3 separate regions of the Mus musculus genome follow, and regions 2 and 3 are each linked to region 1. Evidence: chromatin contacts called from public Hi-C and HiChIP or PLAC-seq data. All regions are on one chromosome and are shown on one strand. Each heading gives the region's core, a stretch centred on a gene start, on an enhancer-like site or on the middle of the called end of the contact. The rest is flanking DNA. Distances are from core to core; before and after follow the strand shown.

Region 1 (4,226 bases), core at 772-3,271:
ACAGGCCTGGCCTCACAAGAGAGAGCTATATCAGGGTCCTTTCAGCAAAATCTTGCTGGCATGTACAATAGTGTCTGGGTTTGGTGGCTGATTATGGGAAGGATCCCCAGGTGGAGTAGTGTCTGGATGGTCCATCCTTTCGTCTTAGCTCCAAACTTTGTCTCTATAATTTCTTCCATAGGTATTTCCCTATTCTAAGGAGGAATGAAGTATCAACACGTTGGTCTTCCTTCTTCTTGATTTTCTTGTGTTTTGCAAATTGTATCGTGGGTATTCTAAGTTTCTTCTAATATCCACTTATCAGTGGGTGCATATCAAGTGACTGCTTTTGTGATTGGGTTACCTCAGTAAGGATGATATCTTCCAGATATATCCATTTGTATGAAGAATTTCATAAATTCGTTGTTTTTAATAGCTGAGTAGTACTCCATTGTGTAAATGTACCACATTTTCTGTATCCATTCCTCTGTTGAGGGACATCTGGGTTCTTTCCAGCTTCTGGCTATTATAAATAAAGCTGCTATGAACATAGTGGAGCATGTGTCCTTATTACAAGTTGGAACATTTTCTGGGTCTATGCCCAGGAGAGGTATTGCTGGATCCTCCGGTAGTACTATGTCTAATTTTCTGAGGAACCGCCAGACTGATTTCCAGAGTGGTTGTACAAGCTTGCAATCCCACCAGCAATGGAGGAGTGTTCCTCTTTCTCCACATCCTCGCCAGCATCTGCTGTCACCTGAATTTTTGATCTTAGCCATTCTGACTAGTGTGAGGTGGAATCTCAGGGTTGTTTTGATTTGCATTTCCCTGATGATTAAGGATGTTGAACATTTTTTCAGGTGCTTCTCAGCCCTTCAGTATTCCTCAGTTAAGCATTCTTTGTTTAGCTCTGTACCCCATTTTTGTAATGGAGTTATTTGAATTTCTGGAGTTCAGCTTCTTGAGATCTTTGTATATATTGGATATTAGTCCCCTATCAGATTTAGGATTGGTAAAAATCCTTTCCCAATCTGTTGGTGGCCTTTTTGTTTTATTGACAGTGTCTTTTGCCTTACAGAATTTTTTAAATGAGGTCCCATTTGTCTATTCTTTGCAATTTTATGAGGTCCCATTTGTCTATTCTTGATCTTAAAGCACAAGCCATTGCTGTTCTGTTCAGGAATTTTTCCCCGGTGTGCCCATATTAATTTAAATCTTAAAGGGGATCATTGATAGCTGGTGGTTTTAAAGAAAAATATAAAAGCTATTTTACTCACTGATTGCTTATCTGTGCTGAGTGAAATATGGATAAAATCTGTATGAAGTCACACAGTTTATGTGTCCTGGCCAAATCATCTTGTTCGAATGTGCCTGGAGATTTTTATTTTTCCACCTGGCAATGACACACAGTGACAACATATCTCTGGTTGAAATAGAAATAAACAAACTGACAAAGAGTGCTATAACTGGGAAACCATCTCCAAGTCAGAGATCTAGGGGCTTTCCAAGAGCACATACACACAAGAAATATATTTTCTCTAATCATAAGGCCTATGGAGGCTATGAAGAAGGGTGCTTGATTTCTAAAACCCAGGGCTAGACTACGTGAGCCAACTAGACTTCCACCTTACGACAGTCAGGCAGTTCTCATTGTCCTGACAGACTGGTCGAGCACACCCTGCATTACGACTCCTTTGGCTCACATTAAGCAGCTAGCAGCACTTGGCTGGCTCTATGCCACCATATCTCAAACTGAGCTCTGAGCTGGTTAACTTTTTATCCCACATTGGCTTTTCATTCAAGGCACTGGAGATACCCCATGCCCATCAGGCAGTTTATGCCCCATCTGAGGACCCGGCAGCATGCCATGCCAGTTTTTCTCTTAGAGTGAATCTGAGACAAAGTTAGGGACAGCCCTTGGGCAAATGGAACACCTGGCCATGGCACACATCTAGAACCAAATCGTCCCAGAACACAAGACTGAGGGGGAGGACATGAACAGCCAAGAGCAGCTGTGCTGTTAGAGGTGCATGTCTGCCCGCACATCTCCAGTTAATCAGTGAATTCCATTCATACCTCAGATCGCTCTCCTCCCCATAGTCTTTGCTGTACAAAGTCTGGGAGGCTCTTGAGCCACAGTGTGGGATCCTGACAGACTTTATTTAGGGGACATTAGTAAGTTCTGCATTCTCTGCCTTTACCATCCTTAACCTCATGGGTTTTTTTTTTTTTTACCTTAGCCTTGCTTACTCAAGACACTGGCATGCATAGGTCTTGTGTTCATACATCAAACAGCAAGGGACAGGATAATCCCATCCATCCTGGGAATTCACTGTTTTCAGAATGACAATAAGAACTATCTTCTATCTTCCCAGGATTGCAGAAACTGAGAGAGTATTCTCCCACAGTTTATCAAATCACACACCTTTACTGGTTCTGAAGAACCCAAAGGAAGTTTGAGCTGATGTGTCCTGGAGTGGTACAGGGAGTGGTCACAATAGGAGCAGTGATGTACTGGTCATAGCAGTAATAACTGCCACTCAACAGATTTCCTGGTATGGCTACTCTTCTGAGTCTTTTATTCCATCCTCTTAGCTACCCCTAAAAGCTTGGCTGTGTTAATTATACGTGTTTTACAGCTAGCAACTACCCTAGAGAGTCCAGTAAGGCCAAATCAGCCACAGGATTGTGTCTTAGAGGAAGTTCAGTGCTGGAGAAGACAGGTATGATTGCTTTCTTAGGAAATGTCCCTGGTGTTCATTATACTAGTGACAAAAAAATCATATTAGTGCTGACATCTGTGCTGATATTCCCATCAAAGGTGTGCCTGTTAGTTAACCCCTGTCATTCAGGAAGGTGTGCCCTTCCTGTCCTTCCTCCACCTAGACATGTGTGAGCTTGTGCTCTGCTTTCCAACCAAAGTAGAGAGGTTGTCTGTGGCTAGTCAGTAATACCCGTGATGGGCTGGGGAGATGGCTCAGTTAGTGAACTAGCTGTTCACGAATACGAGGATCTTAGCAGTCATGTAGAGGAGAAAGAAATAATAAAAAAAGCTAGCCACAACCATACTCACCTGTGATCCCAGCACTGGGCTAGTAGACACAAGAGGATCCCTTGGGCTTGCTGGCCAGCCAGCATAGCTGAATCAGTTGAGAAAGATCCTGTATCCAAAATAAAATGGAGAGCGATGGAGGGGGACCCCTGACTTCAACCTCTGGTCTCCATAAGCTTGCACTTACATGTGTGCATGCATCCGTACCTCACACCACCCTCCCCAACACTCCCTACGAAAGCCTGGAGGTGGCCAGTTTGTGTGGATGGATAGAAAGCTTAGCAAATTGCACACTGTCTTAAAGCTAGTTTGGGGGATTTTCTAGACTTTCCAAGTCTAAAATTATCAAACCACTCAGCTAGGGAACTTGTTATTGTTTAGCTTTCGGCCCTCTTCATTCCTGCCCAGCATGACTTCCTGTTGATGAACAAAGCTTGGGTTATTCTGTCAATCCTCAGGGCTTTCTGAAGCTATGCATCCTGAAGTTTACTTAAAAATGTAAATACTCATTTAAAAAATGGAACATGAACAAATTATGCTCAATTTAGCAAAAACATAGAAGTTGGCAAAAAACATTTAGAAGGTTGATTGATTTATAGCAGTATAGCTCATGTAGAGTAGGGACTAGTTTTGCTTGTGTATCGCGCCCCCGCCCTTACCCGTCTCTGCTCACATGTATGTGGTGTGTGTGTGTGTGTGTGTGTGTGTAACCAGGTCTCATGTATCTCAGATTGGCTTCAAACTCAATATGTAGCCTTCAATGGTCTTGAACTTGTGATCCCCTTACCTCTATGTCCTAAATGCTACAAGTTCGGATTTGTGCTACCACACGTAAATTATACAGTGCTGGGTCTGAACACAGGGCTTTGTAAGGATTAAACAAGCTCTCTACCAGCTGAGTGCCCATTCTCAGCCATAGGTATGATTTCAGTAATCTCAAATTTTTAATCTAAAGTTTTTCTTCCTTCCTCTTTATTTTTATTTCTCTGCGATAGGATCTCTCTGGGTAACCTCATCTATCCTGAGACTTCTGTGTAGAGCTGGCTAGCCTCTAACTCACAGAGATCTACCTTCGTTGGCCTCACAACCGCTAGGATTAGAGGCATATGCCATCATGCCTGGGTACCTTTTTCTTTAATAGGGATTTATTATTATTATTAGGAGTAGTATTTGTGTGTATTCAGTGCAGCTGTCT
Region 2 (4,226 bases), core at 674-3,173, 790 kb after region 1:
CGCTGTGCACGTGCAGAGAGCTGAGCTGAGGTCAAACATGGTTTCAAACATCAAACTGCACGTACATGTTCTTTCCGGTCTATTTGCTATGTTTTTCAGAGCTCTGCTTTCTGATTTGCATGTTATGCCTTCTGTTGGTGATTACCCTGCTTAAAATGCACTCCCCCCCCACACCCCGACCTCCCAAACCCCATGCTGAAATGTTCTTTGGTGTTCCTATGCACAAGGTTCTGTTGTGCCAAATAGAGAAGACAAGTGGGTACATCAAATACCTTCAGGCTTAGTGCTTTTAGCCACACGCCCAAAGTTAAAAAAATACATGTGAAATAACGTGCCTCTTGTAGAACTAAACATACCAATCACTTGTTCACCATGAAAATGTGGCCTCCGGAACCTACAAGGAACCTAATACTGTAACTCTCCCAGAATCAAGGGCTGAGAATTTGCCACTTCAGTGTTCTAGAGACCTCGGGAAAAGTCACTGTATTTGTCGAATTAAATAGTCATTTGGGTCCACATACAAATCTTACATGAATATGGTGATAGACAAAGAAGTGATTTCAACTTTGATTATGAGTGGCTCTTATACCCTGCCTTATTGTCCTGCCCAGCCTTTCCCCATAATTCAAAATGAGGAGTAAAAGAGTAACTGTTAATAGTTGGGAAGGTCTGGCTGGGTGTAAGGTAGGGGTGAAAAAGAGGGCTGATGACCAAAAGGCACAGAAAATTTTGGAACGTGATAATATTCTACTATATCCTGACAATGGAGGTGATCGTACATCTGATTTCCTTTTTCAAGCCTCTTAAATCTTATTTCATATATATTCTAACATTAACCTTAGTTTAAACAAAAACTTTAGTAGTCAAGATTTAATAATAGAGATGAAACAGTACACTATGTAATTCTTACTTAAGTATTAGCAGGAGCAATAGTAACAACAACAATAGGGAAAAGCAGAGGGAACTCAGAAGCCAGGGGTCCTAATTCGGCTCTTTCTGTAACAAGAGGCAGAGTTTACTTTATGGAAGCCATGTGCTTATTGCTTCTAGACAACACAAATGAAATGTGTTCTGCATATACGTGTAAGTGACTATGAGACTAGATTTGTTTATAGGACAGCAATACCAAATCACTGAACAACATGAACTGGGTTGTGGGGTGGTCAGTTAATTACCTTGATTCTTTCCAAGGTGAGAGATGAAGCTATGATAAAACTGTGAAAGGAAAGCACACTTCTCGAGAATCTTTGTCTTTAATCATTTAACAACAAAAACAAAAACAAAACCTCAAACTCTAGGGCACACCGATGCCAGGAAGATCAAAGGTCACCGTAGAGTCTCGGGTACATGGGATTTCCCGCCCCTGAGAACACTGCTGACTTCACCAGCACCTCGTCATAGTGTCTGGAGTCCTCTGAGGATCTACAATGCAGAATCATGAAATAGCATACCACACCTAGCACTCTTCGAGCTCCAAGCACGGATTCCAGCCCCAAGGAGGGCTGCAAGCTGTACCAGAAGCTTGAATCAAAGTTCCACTCCACCAACACTCGGGACTCTTGCAAAATCAGCAGGACTTGAGAGTTTGAAGACCATTAAGTGACAGCATCCACGCACCTGCGTGCTAGGGCCCAGAGCAAGCTACCTGGTCCTAATAGTCGTCCCCAAGGTCAACTGGGCGCCGAACTGAAGATGAGGATGCATCTCGCCCGGGAACACTGCGAAGCTTCAAACAGTCGACTGCAGGCAGCTCTGCACGCCGGAAGTGCACTAATCCGCAGCACGTGGGGTTGCCAGGGCGAGCTTCACGTGACGGGGCGGGACCTCGGGAAGCTTCGAGCCAATGGGCGACCTGGAGGCGGGGCCTGTGGCGCGCCGGGGCCTATCCCGGAAGTGTGGTCGCGGCGGGGCGGGCCCGGGCTGGGCGGGCCGGGGCGGGGAGCCGGGTGTGGGAAGCGTGGCGGCCCCGCCCCGTCTCCTGGACCAGCCGCGGCCGCCAGCGCCGCCGCAGCCGCAGGGACCGGCGGACGCAGCAAAGGCGTGCGGTGCGGGGCCGGAAGGTGAAGACCTGGGGCCGGGTCGGCGGGGCGGCGGGGGATGCAGCCGGTGATGCTGGGGTCCGGGCGAGGGGAGGAGCCGAGATGCTTGGGAACTGGAGGGCGGCAAGCGCGGGACCGCCGGAGCTAGGGCCCTTTACCGCTGGGCCGAACCGGGATGCCAGGGCGGCGCCGCTGCGGGTCCTAGGCGCACTGAGGGCCAGGTGCAACCGGCCGGGTGCTCCTGTCCCAGTCTTCCCCGAACCTGCGGCCTGGCTGATACCTTGGCAGCGGGGATGGGACGGAGGGAGGCGCCGGGCCCCGCATCCCGGCGCAGGAAGGTCGTGGGCACTTCTTGCGGTGGGGTGGTGGGGACTGGACCTGCCGGCTGGGCGCTGGTGTCGCCTTCACTCTCCGGCGAGCTCTTCTGCGGCTCCTTTCCCCACCTCCCACCAAGGGCTGGAAAAGTTTTCAGAGGCCTGAATGGCAAAGTATACTCCACTCAGAGTGGGTGTTCTATAAATGCAAACATAACGGGCTAGTGATGCTCGGCTACCTGTCTTCAAAATGAGACATAACCCCGCCTGCATGCCGGTTATTAAAACGCAAACAAACTTTTCGCATAGTTCCCTCAGAAAAACCGCACATCTCCCCAGTCCACCATGGCAGACGAAATTGATTTCACTACTGGAGATGCAGGGGCTTCCAGCACTTATCCTATGCAGTGCTCAGCCCTGCGCAAAAACGGCTTCGTCGTGCTCAAAGGGCGACCATGCAAAATCGTGGAGATGTCAACTTCCAAGACTGGGAAGCATGGTCATGCCAAGGTAGGCCCTTCCAAGTCATTTTTTGGCTTCACCGTTAAGATCATTCGTGTTCCATTCTACATCGTGAGGTTTCTATATTGAAAAATAACTTTTTTTCCTTCCCCTCAGTCTCTTGAATGGTCAGACATTACTCTCAGTAAAGCTCTCCATTTAATCGGACCCTTAGAATGTTTCATTAACTGGAAACTAAAACTTTTTTAAATCCGTGTTTAGTAGAAACAAGCCTGTTCTTCTAATTCTAAGAGACTTGGTTTTCACTTTCTGTGGACTCTTGTTAATTGACTTGCTGACGTGTGTGGTGTGTTGAGTTTTGATGCCATGAAACTGTTCGGGTTTTGGGTACTTACTGAATCTCGTTCTGTGTCACTGCAACTTTTTTTAAAGAAAGTAAGATGACCTTGGAAGAGGTGAAAGGCTCCATTACAGTCAGAGCTGGGATTGTGCTGCTGTGTAGGGAGTGACATAGCTGACAGAGATTAAACATGTTTCCTGTGGTTCTCTCCTCTGTCAGGTACACCTTGTTGGAATTGACATTTTCACTGGCAAAAAATATGAAGACATTTGTCCTTCTACTCACAACATGGATGTTCCAAATATTAAGAGAAACGATTATCAAGTAAGTACTGATTTCTTTAACAGCATTTCAGAAGTGTATAAACACCCTCTTTAGTAGTAGTTTGACAAGACTTGAGAGTAGTTTTATAGAGTATATTCCTTACCAGTTACTAGACTCCACTTATCTTACAGATTAGAGAAATAGTGCTTTGTTTAGTTCTGTTGTTGTTGTTGTTAATATTCTGTGCCTTTTTCTGTTGTGAAGTAGGAGATCATAGGTCTCAGGCTGGCCTTGAACTCACTATTCAAGGATGATCTTCAGTCTCGGACACTCGGGCCTCTGCCTGTGAATGCTGAGATTGTAGGTTGCATCTTTGTGCCTGGCTATCCTGTGTTGGAGATCAAATCCAGGTTTGAATCTGGTTCTGGTACTTTCTAGCTAGATGGTCTTTTACAAAGTGTGTGTCTTCTCTAAACCTCTGCCTTTCCGAACAAACCAGGGGGACATGTGGGTTGAATGAGAGAGTGTGCGCCCATAAGTAGCTGTGCATAACAGCAAGTACTATTGTTTTGCTTCACATTTCCTATATCAGAATCCTATTTTCATTCTTCTTAGTTCATTGGCTGTAGATGTTGTGCATAGTAGGTACTCAGTCAACACTAGTTAAACAAATACACCTGAATTCAGTGTAGTGGAGTGTGAGGTTAACAGAGCAGATTACGGCTAAGTATAGAATATACATACATTGGCCCAAATGGGTTTCTTTTCTTGTCCTGCTTTGTGAGCTCTTTGAATTCTCAGTACTCG
Region 3 (4,226 bases), core at 1,217-3,716, 560 kb after region 1:
GGCGCTGGAGTATCCTGTGTGCTTGGTACCCAAATGTAAATACCAAAGCTTCCTCCTCTTAATGTAGTCTTACTCCAACTCCCCTGATGTGGGAACACACATACATACATACATACATACATACATACACACATACATACATACATACATACATGCATACACACATACATACATACATACATACACACACATACATACATACATGCATACATACATACATACACACATACATACATGCATGCATGCATACATACATACATACACACATACATACATACATACATACATACACACATACATACATGCATGCATGCATGCATACATACATACATACACACATACATACACACATACATACATGCATACACACATACATACATACACACATACACACGTACACACATACACACATACACACATGTATGCACGTACATGCACGCATGTGCACATGCATATACACAATGGGGTGGTGGTCAGTCTGCAAATATCCTGGAATGCAGAAGAGTACTTGGTCTTCGAGCACTTGAATGATGAATTCTTAGGTCTTATTTTATTTCTGTCCTGTTTAATGCCTTTGCATCAGTAGAACTTACTCATATAATTAAGCTAGTGAGGTAATAGAAGTAAGTCCAAGGAAATGCCTCCTCCCCACACCCCATGTCTAGTGGGCTCCTGCCTATGAGCCTGGCCTTTCAAAACCTGCTGTGTCGCTCACCTCTATTGTATCAAGAGCCTTGTCTCACAAAAGTGGCAGCCTCTCTGCAGGTGTGGGTGTTTCCACTGCTTGCCAAGAAACGGCTCAGCTCCTTCAGTATCCCAGAACCCAGACTTTATTCAGGCAGCATGCAAATGGCCCTTTGAACAAGGGGGTCAGCTGGAAATGAGGTGAGCAGTTATGTAATGGGAGAATCACCGGAAGGCAGGTATCATAGAGAACACATTGGATAGATTGCCAAGCAGGGTAGAAATTCCATTTGTAAGCATCTCCTGCTTCCTGTGTACTAAGCCCTATACATAGGTCCTTCTGAATTTGCTCAGACAGAAGACGACAATGCAGTCACCAGGTAGTGCCACCAGGTGGGATTGTCTCCTCAGTCTCAGCAGCAGTCTCCCTTCCTTCAGGGACAGTGCTGAAGGAAGGGAGACTGATCCAGTGGAGGATGGGTCTCCCCACAGTCTCCCATGGCAGGAATGGGCGGTGTCTCTTTGTTTTCTCTGTGATGGGGTTATCAGTGGCTGCGGCTGCCTGGACCTCCTCACTGACCCTCCCTTGGGTCGTCTAGCATGGAGGTATCTGAAATGAGAGTGAGCATGATTGATACTTTGAAGTCAGACAGGACGGCTATAAACCAGACCATGCCTCTTATTCTTGCAGTGCCTCCGGGGAACCATTTAACTTCTCTGGGCCTGCACAAAACGTGAATAATCAATTATCTATCACAATGTTGTAATACCATAAAGTGGGTTAATATTTATAAAGCTATCACACAGTGTCTGACACGTGCTAAGAGATGGGGTGGGGCAGTTTTGTAGTCACACATCTCAGGAAAGGCTGCTTTTTCTGACGATTCTTTGTGACCTAAGGAAACAAGCAGTTTCTTATAACCCAGCTCTCTGTGGGTGTTGTCCATCTCTTGTTGGCTCCTTTTAAACCAGAACTTGCTTCTCTGCAGCTCCTACCGGTAGTCTAAGTAGATCTTCATAAGGACCACACGCATGTATATGATTTTTTTATTGAAAACTTTCAAAACAGAAAGACAAACTACACGTCCATGTCCAAATGGAAGACTATTTTCATGGCTCGGAAGCCTAAAAGTCTCTCACTGTGGGCCCCCACTAGCAGAGTGTGGTCAGATGTCAGAAAGATAAACAATTGTGAGGGCCTAAGTATCCCAAAGTGAGGGTAGCTTGGTGGTTTAGACAGACAGACAATCGCTTGATAACAAGTACACACAGCATGGATGGTTCTACAGTGCTTCCCAGCCATGAAAATAGTCTTCCATTTGGACATGCAAGCTGACTGAGCTGTCAGTTGATAATAAATGACCCCGAGAGTCCTTCTGCACCTTATTTGTTAAATGTCTGCTATGTGCATCGTGTCATGTTAGGTACTTAGAGCATATCAACTTATTGAATTCTTATATCAACCCCGCACGCTATGTGTTCTCTTCACGTTGCAGCTGAGGAAATGGAATCCCGACTCTTGCTGGCTTGGTCTTGCCACTGTGTTTCCAGCTGTGTCAGAGACATTCAGAGTCTGTGGCTGCAGGGGTGCACACCAGGCTCCTGGCTAGTCCCTCATCCAGAGTGGCAGTTTTAACCTAGGGATGCTTTGCTTCTCTTCCACTCTGATGGGGCAGCCCGGGTCAGAAAGAATGCCTTTTGTTTTGTGTAGGTTACTGTGTGCCAAATGTCCCCAGGCCCCAGCCAGAAGCTGTACCTTGCGCCTGCCTTCTGAGAGGCACTATAATTTGTCTCTGTTCTGTTTGTAATGTGCACAGGGATGGGCTGTTAGTCATGCTGCAGGCACGGCAGCCCAGTGCTGAGGAAAGAGTGAATTTCCCACCACCAGTCAGGATGAGCCGCACCATGGCCAGGAGGAAACGTAAGGCCTGCCTCCCCCACTTCCTCCCTGCTCCCCTCTTGCCATCACCTTGCCAGTGGGAATGGGGCACTTTCTCCTTTAAGTTCTGAAGTGTCTTTGGGATCCAGTAATGCATCTCAAGGTTAGGCAGGGCCTGTCAGGGACGTTTACAGCTTGCAACACAGGCAGTTAAGCAGAGATTACAAGCAGCTTTGGCTTTATCTGAACAGGAATTTAAGAACATAAATATTTCCTCTTGGAAAAATAGTATAACTCTAGTCCAAAATGATCCTGTTAATAATGGGAAACAAAGACGTCAAGAAGCAATAGTCATGTGACTAGCCTGGTCATGTGACTAGACAAGGATGCACAGTTTATTTGGATGGAATGATGGGGCTTTTGGTTATAACTGGTGTGTGTGTGTGTGTGTGTGTGTGTGTGTGTGTGTGTGTGTTTAAGAAGGCTAATCAAGAGAGGCATCGCTTTTTTACTATCCATTCCTGCTTCCTGTGGTACAGTTCTAGGATTTCCCTATTGTCAAACTCTGCCTCTTCGTGTTTCTCTTCTACTACTGCTGTGAATGTGTACACACACACACACCACACACCACACACACACAGCACACCACACATATACATACTACATGTATACATGTATGCAAACATATACATACACACACGCATGTATGCACATATACATATCTATACATGTATACACACAAACATATATATATATATATATATATACACACACACACACACACACACACACACACACACATATAGATACATACACACTTACTTAGGGTCATTTTCAAGTATCTTTGGCTGGAATCACCCTTACCCCATCACTGGAAATCTAGAGTAACGAAGCCCAGAGCCAATGTGAGGAGCATGGCTATCTATCTATCTTCAGAAGCTCTGCCTCCCTCCCCCCTTCCTTCCCCAGCATCATTCATCAGTAGTTGGCATGTTGCCCCCGGTTGCAAGATGGGTGTTGTAACTCCAGACGCCATGTTTTTATTCAAGGCATTAAGAAGTTGAAAGGAGTTTGTAAGACAGCAGCTGTGTTAGCTCCCTATTTTGGGAAAAGCACAAGCCCCCAGGGCTGTTTGTGTATGTCTCATTGGCTGTAGATCTGGTCACAAATCTAACTCCCTGCCAGAGGTCCAGGAGAAGCAGCTATGGGGTACTCTGAAGTGGCAGGAGCTGTGGCAGTGGGGGTTAAAGGTGCCTTCAGGTTAACCGACAAATGGTGTCTGCCACAACTACATGGAGGGTAACCATGACAACCAAACTGGCAGGCCAAGGAACCCTCACCCAAGCAGAGAGAGCGAGCAGAGAAAATCCATATGCTTGAGCCCCACTGTGCACCAGATTTTGTGCTAGGCAGTGTTCCTGAAAACATGCACGCCACCGGCACCTCCTGTGCCATTGAAAAAGCTAAGCTGGGCAGCTTTCTCCAAGTCACTAAATTAGAAACCTGGAACTGAATCTGGCTCTCTCTGCTTTGAAAACCTGTTCTCTCTACCAACCTATAGTTCCTATAGGCAGCTCAGACTGGCTTTGAAGCATAGCAATGGGAAGCTTGGGACATCCCAGCACCTTCGTTTTTTGCAGCACCTCAGTCACCTGTGGATAAA

Evidence for each region. A called contact is a pair of places that touch in the nucleus more often than the background predicts. HiChIP or PLAC-seq counts read pairs in DNA pulled down with a chosen protein or histone mark.
Region 2: a contact with region 1 is called in an H3K27ac HiChIP or PLAC-seq map of extraembryonic endoderm stem cells, with 5 times the contacts expected there. The contact joins the promoter of Eif5a2 here to the enhancer-like site in region 1. A contact is called at or near these places in 4 of 39 promoter capture datasets (the C10 cell line, embryonic stem cells and hematopoietic stem and progenitor cells) and 2 of 115 datasets of contacts at active chromatin or transcription factors (astrocytes and extraembryonic endoderm stem cells).
Region 3: a Hi-C map of granulosa cells shows a contact between it and region 1, with 2.7 times the contacts expected there. The contact joins two enhancer-like sites. A contact is called at or near these places in 8 of 484 Hi-C or Micro-C datasets (cardiomyocytes, cortical neurons, granulosa cells and 3 more), 1 of 115 datasets of contacts at active chromatin or transcription factors (astrocytes) and 3 of 9 other capture datasets (embryonic stem cells, macrophages and pancreatic islet).

The regions. Positions count from the first base shown.
Region 1 is chr3:27,986,315-27,990,540 of GRCm38.p6, forward strand. All of the region lies in intron 2 of Pld1 (phospholipase D1), which reads left to right. Among named protein-coding and RNA genes, the nearest start is that of Pld1, 50 kb to the left of the region's middle. Within about 2 kb of position 2,022, at least 42 of the 459 cell types and tissues checked have an H3K27ac peak or open chromatin away from gene starts, as enhancers often do. A contact at or near this core is called in extraembryonic endoderm stem cells and granulosa cells, where this site is marked.
Region 2 is chr3:28,779,354-28,783,579 of GRCm38.p6, forward strand. Eif5a2 (eukaryotic translation initiation factor 5A2) reads left to right here and starts at 1,924. Exons shown (of 5, transcript NM_177586.6): 1 at 1,924-2,060; 2 at 2,663-2,863; 3 at 3,375-3,479. The coding sequence starts at 2,699. It overlaps 1700112D23Rik (RIKEN cDNA 1700112D23 gene), which reads right to left and starts at 1,769. Exons shown (of 3, transcript NR_166152.1): 1 at 1,618-1,769.
Region 3 is chr3:28,547,040-28,551,265 of GRCm38.p6, forward strand. The region is part of intron 7 of Tnik (TRAF2 and NCK interacting kinase); the gene reads left to right. Among named protein-coding and RNA genes, the nearest start is that of Mir466q, 130 kb to the left of the region's middle. Within about 2 kb of position 2,467, at least 34 of the 459 cell types and tissues checked have an H3K27ac peak or open chromatin away from gene starts, as enhancers often do. A contact at or near this core is called in granulosa cells, where this site is marked.